3 separate regions of the Sus scrofa genome follow, and all the other regions are linked to region 3. Evidence: chromatin contacts called from public HiChIP or PLAC-seq data. All regions are on one chromosome and are shown on one strand. Each heading gives the region's core, a stretch centred on a gene start, on an enhancer-like site or on the middle of the called end of the contact. The rest is flanking DNA. Distances are from core to core; before and after follow the strand shown. Region 1 overlaps MOGAT1 (2-acylglycerol O-acyltransferase 1). Region 2 overlaps MOGAT1 (2-acylglycerol O-acyltransferase 1). Region 3 overlaps ACSL3 (acyl-CoA synthetase long-chain family member 3).

Region 1 (4,001 bases), core at 139-2,638, 180 kb after region 3:
TTGACCCTTCAGTATGAGAATCGGCGATGCTCACGGTTTGGCTGCAATTCTCTTGTTTGTATTGACCCCCAAGTCCAAGTTAATTCAGCCTTGTCAAGGTATCGGAAAAGGAAAATCATTTGATCCAGGGTGAAATATCACACCCACGCATTGATAACTTGGGCGCAGAACACATTTATTGGTCAAAACTTTACAAACCGAGAGCTTTCAAAAAGTGCACAGCCACACATACAATATAGAAAACAGAAAACTTCACCACCATCTCCTACAAAGAGGTTAACAAGTATCAAACGGTTATTCCTTAGTTTTGAATACTATAAAGGAGGCAGGCTCTTGGAGAATTTTCTATTTTTACTTAGAGATGTAAGTTATTTCCTTAGAAAAATACCAAGAAAGTCAGATAATCATTTGAACTCACTGCATGTCTTGGAGGAACACGAGTGAGGAGGGTACAGGAAAAGGAAAAGTCACCAGATAAATCTCCAGCCAGATGTCATTACCATGGCAGAAAAAGCCAGGCAGTGACCATAGAGACAGAGCCAGAAGAAATCTTGGAGACGGTTCACTCCTAACTCTATTTACGTAGGAAGCCCCTGGGTCCAGGTCACTGGGCCAGTTAGGGCAAGTCCAGAGGCTGAAGGATGATTTGAACACAGAAGCCTGAGAAGTAGAAAAGGCTGGAGTTTTCTCTGGTCGTGTCAACCCATAAAAGAGGGTTTAAAATCCAACCAGAGGAGTTCCTGTCATGGTTCAGCAGTAATGAACCCATCCATGAGGATGTAGGTTCGATCCCTGGTCTCCTTCAGTGGGTTAAGGATCCAGCTTCACCATGAGCTGTAGTATGTTGCAGATGCGACTTGGATCCAGCATTGCTGTGGCTGTGGTGTAGGCAGGCAGCTGCAGCTCCAATTAGATCCCTAGCCTGGGAATTTCCATATGCTACATGTGTGACCCTAAAAAGACCAACAACAACAACAAAAAAAGAAGAAATCCTACCAGGCTCCAAGTTGGTCTGCAAATGGAATAGGAAAGAAACACACACTCCTTGGGAATACAACAAAAGGAAGATTTATCTTTATTCTCAAGAGAGCCTAAGATCATTCTTAACCAGAATCTAAGAGCTATTTTAAAAAATTTTTTAAAGCAGCTATGACAATGCAACTAAATAAGGCTGGATCCAGAATGTCTCTGGACTTGGGGCTGTCCATAGGTGACAGAAGCTCTGCTTGCACCTTTGTATGAGTAGTGGGGTTACTTTGGTGACATTAATGATAGCAACACAGCTGAGAGGAAAGACTCTGGCAAGGTCTGTCACTCTCCCTAGGCAGGAGGCACCTTGCCCTACCCTGCTGCTCTGATATATAAGGCTTCAGTGGCTAAGCGTGTTGTTGGAATCTTGGACTTTGCCCAGGCTGTATCCCCAAAATAGCTCTTGCATAAGGGAAAATCAACAATGCCGTGTACTGATCTCAAGAAAGAAAAATAGCCTCAATCTCAATAATACAGAGTTTGCTGCCTTACGTGTTGTTTTTTATTGTACTCTGTTTTTGATACTTTCGCTTTATAGGAGGATTGTTGGTTGATTAATCAACAGTCATGGGAGAGCAGGACCTCCTGTTTAATCTATAACACGAAGTTAGTTCCAATCCATATTAAACCTCACTGGGGTTCAACCGCTTCATCAGCAGAAGGAATAACTGACAGGCTATGACATCCCTTCCGACTCTCAAATTTGGCTTCCATGGCACCGTCCATCAAACTGCCAGGTTAGTGCCACAAGCATTCATGGAGAGGCATGAAAGTCTATCCTCTCGGGGCCAGGATCAAAACTCACACAAGACAGCGATTCTGCCAGGAGGAACTCACCATCCCATGACTGATCTATGGATTGAGATCAACTTTCTTCTTATATAAGATAGTAAGGCACCAAGCTGAAGGTGTTTGGGAAGGAGCCATTAAAATAACTAAAATATAAGGCATTAGAGAAATCCCTTTGTTTCAAGCATCAAGAACTGCTGCTGTGTTTGCTACCCTAGACAAACCAGAGTAACTAGCTGGTTGTTTTGAAGGTGCCTGGTTTTTCTCCTCTAAAAAGATACTCAAATTCTATTTGAAGGAACTCTCCCAGCCCCACAAATAGATATTTTATCACTTAGTTTTAAAAACAAATGTGAGAACGAGCAACCTTGGGCTGTTGGCAAAAACCAACCAAATGACAAAGCCCATCAATACTGTCTCTTATTTTAGAGGAAAAGAAGACAGAGGTTAACACACCCCACACTTATTTTCGTATTTATCACAAACTTGGTGATCTGCACCAGTGAGGTAGTTTGGAATCAAGGTAAAGTTATGGAAATAAGGACAATGAATCCAGACTCCACTTCCTGAGCTTCCCAGGACAGAAGTGTAACTTGAGGAAAGTAGGGGTTTTACACATAACCCGACACTCACAATAAAGTCACAGATGTCCCTGAAGTAGACAGACTTTGATTGTTTTCACGGTCATGGTGAAGAGTTTGTATAAATCACAAAACATCCCTCATCCTGGTTCCCCGTGGGTCAGAGCGAAACTGGCTGGCTTTCCCAAGCACCAAAGCTGCAGCTTTCTTGTGAGTGTAATAGACCTGGCAGGGTAGAGACAACTTCAAGATTTCTAGCTGCAAGACAAAGGAAATGACTCAGCCTGCACCCAGTGTGCAAAGGAAACACAGGAGAAAGAAATGTCCAAATCCGACAGCATAAATGCACAATTTCTCTCCCGGCCCAGCTTCTCTCCCGGTGTTCTGAGGTTATTTTTGTTGTTGTTTTGGTGTCATTGTTTTACTGTTTAAATTTTATATGCAATTACAGATTAGAAGAGAACCTTTAAAATGGAGAGCTCCATCAAAATATACTACTAAATGCAATTCATGACTCACGTTTATGTTGCAGCAAAAATTCAGAACATTCGTTTGCAACCTGTAGGACTATATGGAACTGATGCTTTGAGTTTATGAAAGGACTTCTAGGGAGTTCCCATCATGGCTCAGTGGTTAACAAATCCAACTAGGAACCATGAGCTTGAGGGTTCAATCCCTGGCCTCGCTCAGTGGGTTAAGGATCTGGCATTGCCATGAGCTGTGGTGTAGGTTGCAGATGCGGTTCAGATCCCAAGTTGCTGTGGCTCTGGCGAAGGCCAGCAGCTGTAGCTCTGATTAGACCCCTAGCCTGGGAACCACCATATGCCTCGGGTGCAGCCCTAGAAGATACAAAAAAAAGAAAAAAATGTATGAAAGGACTTCTTGGCCTGGCTGGATTTAGACCTTTGGAGACCCTAAGAAAGGAAGAGGTAAACTCCCTAATACGTACTTAAAAATAAGATTTTGTGCAGGCCAAGAATTAAAGTTGCTGATGTCTAGATTTTGTAATGGCAAAATTCTAGATAAATTCATCAGAGCAGAACTTTTCGCATTTTTCAGTGCCTCTGCTTTACCCTATATGGGCTTTCACTGTTTTCTAGGTGATGCAGTGGAAGTTAGTGGTCAGTCAGGCCCTGACACTACTGAGTGTGAGATTAAAAGTCATACCTTTGCGAAACTGCGAAAAGACTGTGTCATGAGATTTTCATAAACTGCTCCAAAGGAATGAAAATCATGGGTTTTATAATTATATAAAGGCCTTTAGTTGCTGTGGTTATCTGGGCCACAGAGTCTTCTGAAATACTGTCTTGTGACCAGCTAGGGTATAATTTTATGTAAGTGGAGCTTCTTTTACATTTGTTTGGTATTGAGTAATACCCCAAAGGACTTATAGTCAAATTAGCCACATCTACCAAAATGTGTCCTATTTCCTGCTTTGACCAAAAAAAAAAAATTTTTTTTGTCTTTTTAAGGCCATGGGTCAATGGACTCCTGGACTGCTCTACAACATGAAGCCAGAGGGATGCTGGCCAAAAAGTCCTATATGGAACAATTGAGAAGGTTCACTTTTTTGTGTGTGAAATCCTTTTCTACTCAAGACAT
Region 2 (3,770 bases), core at 314-2,813, 200 kb after region 3:
AGCAGCCCTAGCACCCCTACTGTCCTTTTTACAGTAGGGGAAACAGTGTCTTAGCGAGGTAAAGTGACATTGGCCAAGCCACATGGAATGTAAGTGGTTGAGCCATCTAAATTCAAGGTCCCTTCTCACTGCCCCTGGCCCTGCACCACCTCCTCAACTTGACCCATGAAGGGACCATCACTGACAGGAGGGATGTGGAGGACTTCCTACTACAAGTTCACTTTGATTGGGAGCCACTGATCCCGCCACCGGCAGCCAGAAGTTCCTGGGCCAGGGACTGAACCCAAGCCACTGCAGTGATAAAGCTGAGTCCTTACCCATGAGGCCACTAGTGAATTCCTGAGCAACCATTATTCATGTGCCCATGAAGAAGGCACATTCCACTCACAAACTTCTTTTTCAGGAACTCTATTACCAGAGTTAGAAATAGCATAGGAGGGACTCAACATCTTTGCTTGTCTATTACGCCTTGTGACATTTCATCATGACAGAGTAATCTTAACTGTTTACACACCTAATGACATAGCTTCAAATACATGAAGTAAGAACTGACAAAATCTGACCTGGGAAGTAGTGACAAGAATATGTGCCTTAAAGTAATACATTAAACTAAACTAGACATTTTCTTTTTATGGCTGTGCTATGTATCATACTAAAAAATATTTATAAGAAGAAATAAATATTCATGGGGAGGGACACAAGGACATAAAGCCTGACGTAGGAAGTGCTCAATAAATGCCAGCTGTTACTCTTACCTTAAGGGGTGTCATGGCCTCTTTCTTTTTCATTATGTGCTGTAGTCCCTAATCAAATATTGAGTCCAGTGCCCCAAACTCCTATCTACTCTCTGTCAGCTTTGTTAAAAAGAGCTTTGTCCCCAAAGAGAATAGATGTGTGTGTGTATATGCACAACCGAATCACTTTCCTGTACAGCAGAAATTATCACAACTTTATAAATCAACTATACTTCAATAAGACTTTAAAAAAACAAAAATGAATGCTGCAAAAAAAAAGGAAAAAAAGAGATTTGTCCCCAAATGATCCACCATGGCACCAGAGTAAGAGCTCCTTGATCTATTATTGTTTTATAGGTATAGATGTAGAAACAGATTTTTTTTGCAAAGTCAGAACATGTGTTTATATTTCTGGAAATATATATATATCAATACATTTCCCAATGCGGATTTAGCCCAAATACAGAATTGAGTCCCATCAGAGGGCTGACTTGCTCTCTCCAGGGTGAGTTAAAGTTTAAAAGTGTGTGAAAGGTTAAGGAAGCGTGTGCCCTTCACCGCTCAGTGGGGTGTTTTGTTGCATTCTGGAACTGCCAACAGAGCTTCCACAAGTCCATAAGCAAGGCCAAAAGAGTGTCCTCTGCCCTCGTTCCTGCAAGATCTTTCTATTTTGCTTTTCCAGCATGAAGTTTTTCTTGCTGACAATGTAGCACCATTAATTAATTTTCTGTTTATTTTATAAAATGTGCAAGACACATAAATTGGTATTATTATGCTCTACTCCAAGCTAGTTCAGGTGAGCTATGATGCAGGAGGGGAGGGAGAGACTAGCTAGTGAGTAGTGACCATCTCCCATAGGCAACCTCATTTGCTCCTCCTTGCAACCCTCAAGGCACACATTTCTGTCCCCACTTTGTAGTTGTGGAAATTGGGGCTCAGGGACTTTGAGTGTCTGAAGGACTTCATCCTGGGTCTGCCTAATCTTTAAATCCAGGCATTTTTTTTTTTAAGTGGCTGCACCTGCAGTATATGGCCATTCCCAGGCCAGGGACTGAATCCCAGCTGAAGCTGTAACCCAGGCCACAGCTGCAGCAATGCCAGATCCTTTAACCCACATCACTGGGCCAGAGACTGAACCTGTGCCTCTGTAGTGAACTGAGACCCTGCAATTGGATATTTAACTCTCTACACCCCAGCAAGAACTCCCTAGGCACTTAAAAAAAAAAAAAACTAGCTAATGAAGATAATATCATAATAATATAATAACACCATAAACTTGTGCATGTCTTTTACAAGTACATAAGCAGGTTCACAAGCATAAAGAATCAGACACATGGAAGTTTTCTTTACTATAAAGAAGGAGAAACTGGAGTTCCCTGGTGGCCTAGAGGTTAAGGATTCAGCTTACTGAATCCTTACTCAGTGATTCACAGAGGTTATCACTGCTGTGCTCAGGTCACTGCTGTGGCTCAGGTTCAATCCCTGGCCTAGGAACTTTTATATGCTATGGGCACAGCCAAGAAAAAAAAACAAAAAAAAAAAACAGGAACAAAGACCGAAGGCAAATTGACTTAATTTCCATCATAGAGTAAATCAAGAGCAGGTCCAGAAACAAAGTCCTCCAGGTACTAATTCAATATTCCACTAACTGGAGTTCCCCATTGTGGCATGGCGGAAATGAACCTGACTAGGAACCATGAGGTTGCAGGTTCAATCCCTGGCCTTGCTTAGTGGGTTAAGGATCTGGCGTTGCCATGAGCTATGATGTAGGTCACAGACGCAGCTCGGATCCCGAGTTGCTGTGGCTGTGGTGTAGGCTAGCAGCTACAGCTCCGATTGGACCCCTAGCCTGAGAACCTCCGTATGCTGTGGGTGCAGGCCTAAAATAAAAAGACCAAAAAAAAAAAAAAAAAAAAATTCCACTAACCAATTACACCTCCTCTAATTGAATACACACACAGCATACCTCTAACATTAGTTATATGTTTCGCATGTACAATGGCTAAGATGTGGATCTGGAATTAGACTCCTTATTTTGGAATCTGCCACCAACCAGCTATCTGACCTCAAGTGGGGTCTTTTATTTATTGAGCCTCAGTTCTTTTACCTGTGAAATGGGCAACAACACCCCTCTCCAAGAACTGCTGAGAATAAACATAGAAATGCTATAGTGCCCAGCACAGAGCAAGCACTTGACAAATGGGAGCCATTTTTAGAACAACTGTGTTTACTATGACACACGTGACAAATGCAAAAAAGGAGCAGCAGACAAAACATCCCTCACATTCTTTCAACCTAGAAAAATTACTATTAAATTTTCCCTTGTGGTCTTTTTTTCCATCAAACAGGTTATGTTTCTTTAACATGGTTAATCACACATTTGTTTTACTCTGTATCTGATCACTTAAGGATAATCTCACATTAGCTGCTTGGAATTATAAATCTGGCATTATAACCTCCTCATAAATGTTCCTTTTGATGACTGAGCAAAATTCCATTGGTTGTCAGTATTAATTCAAATTCTGTTGTTTTTGAACTTTTGGGCAACTTTTCTCAAAAGTATTCTTGCATAAAGTTTCTCCACATTCTAACATCCGTCAGACAGTAAACACTGGATCACTAAGTAGAAACATCTTTGCCACCCGATACACATTAATACCTTAATGTCCAAAGGAGCTGTTCTATTTTAAACCGCCACTCCACACATTGCATACATTCTTTTATATTTCATACCATAAACAACACCAAAATAGTTTCTTAATCCCTTGACCCTGTATTGGATCGAATGCAGAAAACACTATAAAAACCAGGGGACTAGAGATCACCTCTATTTTCTGTCTTTTTCCCACCAAGCAATTTGGAGCAACATGATTCTTCTAAACTGGAGGCCAAGAAGAGAAAGGTATAAAAATGTACTCCAAAACATTGTGCAGCTCTCAAAACTGATGTTGATGTTTTTAAAAACTGTCTAGGGAGTTCCCGTTGTGGCTCAGCAGTAATGAACCCAACGAGTATCCATGAGGACACGGGTTTGAT
Region 3 (3,436 bases), core at 327-2,826:
ACAGAAAGGAATCTGAGCATTTCACTCCATAGCTGTAATTATCCGGACTCTCCTCCAAGATGTGAGAGTTCCCTCATGACTGACAGGAAAAAGGCAACTGGGGTCAGGATGTAGTCGGGGAAAAAAAGGATAAGAAAAAACAACTTTGCCTGAACACGTTTAAACCTAAAACCTAACCAAATTATCAATTAACCACAGATGATCTACCTACCTCTAAAAAATCTTTATCTTCAATTTTCACCAAGCAGAGCTTCAAGAACAGTTTATAAGAAAGGCATGTACCCAAGGTCATGAACAGCATTTTCATGCCATTTCTATACTTATCCTTCACAGTGCTACGTGACTCCATGATGTAACTCTTTATATTCACTCATATGACTCTGCCCACTAAACGCCCAAGATAATAAAAGCTAAAGCGTCTATACTAGATGCCACAAATTATTCTACACACACTTGTGTAGAATATACACATACATACTCTCTCACTATTAATCCTCTCAACAACTCCAAGTTGGGATTAGTTTAACCCTGAGTTCTAGTCCCAGCTTCACTACCTGCCAGCTATAATGCCCTTGGGCAAGTCAGATGTTCTATCTGCGCCTCACTCGTGTTACCGTCTTGGGGTGGGGGGGGGTGTCCTAATAACACTAACCGGCTGGTCTACTGTAAATCTTAAACAAGGTGAAATAGGTAAAGCTCTTAAAACAGCCTGGTTCATAAGGAATGCTAATAAGTGTCAGCAATGATCATTACCTCCATGTTACAGATAAAGAAACTGAGGCAAATTTGTTAAGTAGCTTTTCCAAAGTCACACAGCTAGGAAGTGGCAAAGCGAAGATTCAAACCCATAGCCTGCTTCTAGAGTCCAGGCTCTTAACCACTATGCTACCCCTCCTCTAAGGATGTCTTATCCTCTGTTTCAAATCAACAATGGCAAGTTTTTATATATTTATTTTTACAAGTTCTTTAAAAACCATGCATATGCCATAACCAAAGTACCAAGATAGTAAGCATCCAACAGAACCTAAATTACAATCAGAAAAAGCAAGCCACACCCCAGAACCCACAGCAATCTCAAGCATACACGTGTGCTTCTAGATCTACCAGGGAATATAGCTGCAAATGCCAAAGAGCCCAAACATTCTATTCCAAGTCCTGGAACACAGTCAGGTACAGAAGTAGCCCACACTAGAGGATGATCTCAGTATCTCTGTAAAATCTGGAACAAATCCATGCTGGAGTCACAGAAAGAGGTTAGTGCAGAGCCTAGTCTCCTTCTACGGTTTCTCCTCCTACATCAGCAAATTCCAGAAGAAGCAGGTCATGCTTGCCCTTTGCCACCATTTCTAAGCATACATTTTATTCAGAGGGAACTCAAAGGCAATGAAAGATCACGTTACCTTTTTAAAAATTTTTCCATTTGGCTGCACTTCATCTTCCTCATTTAAAACTTCACGTGTTCCCAAAAGACTCTTGTCCTTGAATTTGTTTTTTGCATGCATAAAAACTTTATCTAGCGTATCACATCCAGGGTATAATACTGAAGCCAAACCATCCAAGCTGTTAACAGATCTGTATGCAGACTCAGGTTTTGAATTTACAGGCTTTGCTTTAATGCGGTTTGATTTTTCTTGCCTTGACTCAGATAAAAAATAATATGGAATGTATGTTAAAATAGTATAAAGTGATATTATAAAATGTATGAAATACAAAAGAATGGGATTGATGGTGTGTTTTAGCTTCATTGTAGATGGTTTTGAAGATACGTGGTTATTCATAGTGCTCAAAAAGTAGAATTAACAGATTTCTGTAAGAATCTAGAAGGAAGAGAAAGAAAGTTTATTAGTCAAAAACCATTCTTAAATAACTTTAAAAGAAAAGGTCTTTATATTAGATAGGCAGACAATTGTTTCCCAATAAGCAGCAGCTAGTATACTGGCCGCCAGCAATGTCCTGGCCACTCCTGTATTTGTAGGACACTCATTTGTGCCCTCCTGATTAACAATGGGATTTCCACAAAAAGTTTCCACATCATTCTGTAAACAGGTGGCTTTTCCAATCTAACACCCAGTATCAAAAAATACTTCCCAGCGGTGAGGAGGAAGCAGCTAGAAGACCTACATCAGATGGAGACCAACCGCGCACCCATTTCCTGTCCTTCAGGGTCCCATTCCATTGGGGACGGCAAACACTTTGCACACAGGCCACGTTCTCCTCCCTCATGGCTCTCACAGCCACTGCTAAATCAGCACTGCTTTCTTTTCCAGGAAAACCCATTCTTTACTTCAAGCGGTGAGCAATTAGAGTTGGCAAACAAGACAAATTCTCTTTCCATTGTAATTCTAGATATTTTTCAATTCAGGCAGGTTAAATTTTGAAGCAAGAAGGTAGTAACTTTGGTCATTTTACACGATGCATTTGTCAGACGTACTGAGAATCTACTATGTGTTAAGACAGTACTCTAAGTACAGGGATTATCACAGTCTCTTCTCTCTCGCAACCTATACCTTCCTTGGGAGAGGCAGACAAATCCATCCATATATGCATGTCACAGTGAGAAACTCTACAGGGAAAACAAACACCATAGGGAAATGCTAAGTGACTGGGCAGGGCTGGAGAGACACTCCGGCCAGTGAGATATGAGCTGAGACCTAGAGGAAGAGGGAGAGTGCAGGAGAAGAGCACTAGGCAGAGGAAACAGCCTTTGTATGGTAAGTAAGGAATAACAGCATTTTTGAAGAAACAAGACTGAAGCAAACTACTGACTACTGCACCCAGCTCCAAATCCATAGAAGGACTATGACTTCTAGCATTTTTTATCTCCATGCTATAGAAATTCTATTCCAGGAAAGTATAGCCAAGATACCTGAGGAATCCCTTCTTTCCACCAGTCCCCACTCACAGGCAGAAGCTCTATCACAAATGCAGCAGGCCAAGAAACTAGGCACCTTGGTTCCTAAGGTAGATTCAGGGAGAGGTGCTCCCGAGACCTGTGGCTACATCCACAACCCAGGACCCAACTCAGATGTTCTCCACAGGCCAGAGAAGGAGGCTGTAAGAACAGAGAACCCCTAAGCAACCCCTAAGAGGTCTAACCTTAGTTGGAACTGAGAATGGAGAAATTCAAGCCTAATGGCACTTTGGGAAACAATGGAGACTTCTGGTGACTAAGATGAGGCTGGCAGTTCCAGTAGAGAAACAAACAAAAGAACATATCAAGAGAAGTTCAGAGGAGTCGGGGAAAGAGACACTAGGAAGAAACCTCCTAGAGCCAGGGCAGCTGAAAGGCTGGCCTCAAATACAATCCCCATGGAGGCCATCTAATTTAACTGGATCACACTGTCCGGCAATTGCCCCAGGGCTTTGTTCAAAACAATAAAACAATTGGCTAGCTATCAGCAGAGAGTACTTGCTGGATGTGGTGCCAACAGAGGCA

Evidence for each region. HiChIP or PLAC-seq counts read pairs in DNA pulled down with a chosen protein or histone mark.
Region 1: a contact with region 3 is called in an H3K27ac HiChIP or PLAC-seq map of skeletal muscle. The contact joins two enhancer-like sites. A contact is called at or near these places in 3 of 47 Hi-C or Micro-C datasets (psoas muscle and skeletal muscle) and 1 of 2 datasets of contacts at active chromatin or transcription factors (skeletal muscle).
Region 2: an H3K27ac HiChIP or PLAC-seq map of skeletal muscle shows a contact between it and region 3. The contact joins two enhancer-like sites. A contact is called at or near these places in 1 of 47 Hi-C or Micro-C datasets (psoas muscle) and 1 of 2 datasets of contacts at active chromatin or transcription factors (skeletal muscle).

The regions. Positions count from the first base shown.
Region 1 is chr15:124,604,083-124,608,083 of Sscrofa11.1, reverse strand. MOGAT1 (2-acylglycerol O-acyltransferase 1) reads right to left here. Exons shown (of 8, transcript XM_003133676.4): 8 at 159-4,001. It also overlaps the pseudogene LOC100523928. Among named protein-coding and RNA genes, the nearest start is that of MOGAT1, 38 kb to the right of the region's middle. Within about 2 kb of position 1,388, at least 11 of the 83 cell types and tissues checked have an H3K27ac peak or open chromatin away from gene starts, as enhancers often do. A contact at or near this core is called in skeletal muscle, where this site is marked.
Region 2 is chr15:124,582,979-124,586,748 of Sscrofa11.1, reverse strand. All of the region lies in intron 1 of MOGAT1 (2-acylglycerol O-acyltransferase 1), which reads right to left. It also overlaps the pseudogene LOC100523928. Among named protein-coding and RNA genes, the nearest start is that of MOGAT1, 16 kb to the right of the region's middle. Within about 2 kb of position 1,563, at least 5 of the 83 cell types and tissues checked have an H3K27ac peak or open chromatin away from gene starts, as enhancers often do. A contact at or near this core is called in skeletal muscle, where this site is marked.
Region 3 is chr15:124,781,636-124,785,071 of Sscrofa11.1, reverse strand. It overlaps ACSL3 (acyl-CoA synthetase long-chain family member 3), which reads right to left. Exons shown (of 16, transcript NM_001143698.1): 3 at 1,401-1,817. The coding sequence starts at 1,778. Among named protein-coding and RNA genes, the nearest start is that of ACSL3, 41 kb to the right of the region's middle. Within about 2 kb of position 1,576, at least 4 of the 83 cell types and tissues checked have an H3K27ac peak or open chromatin away from gene starts, as enhancers often do. A contact at or near this core is called in skeletal muscle, where this site is marked.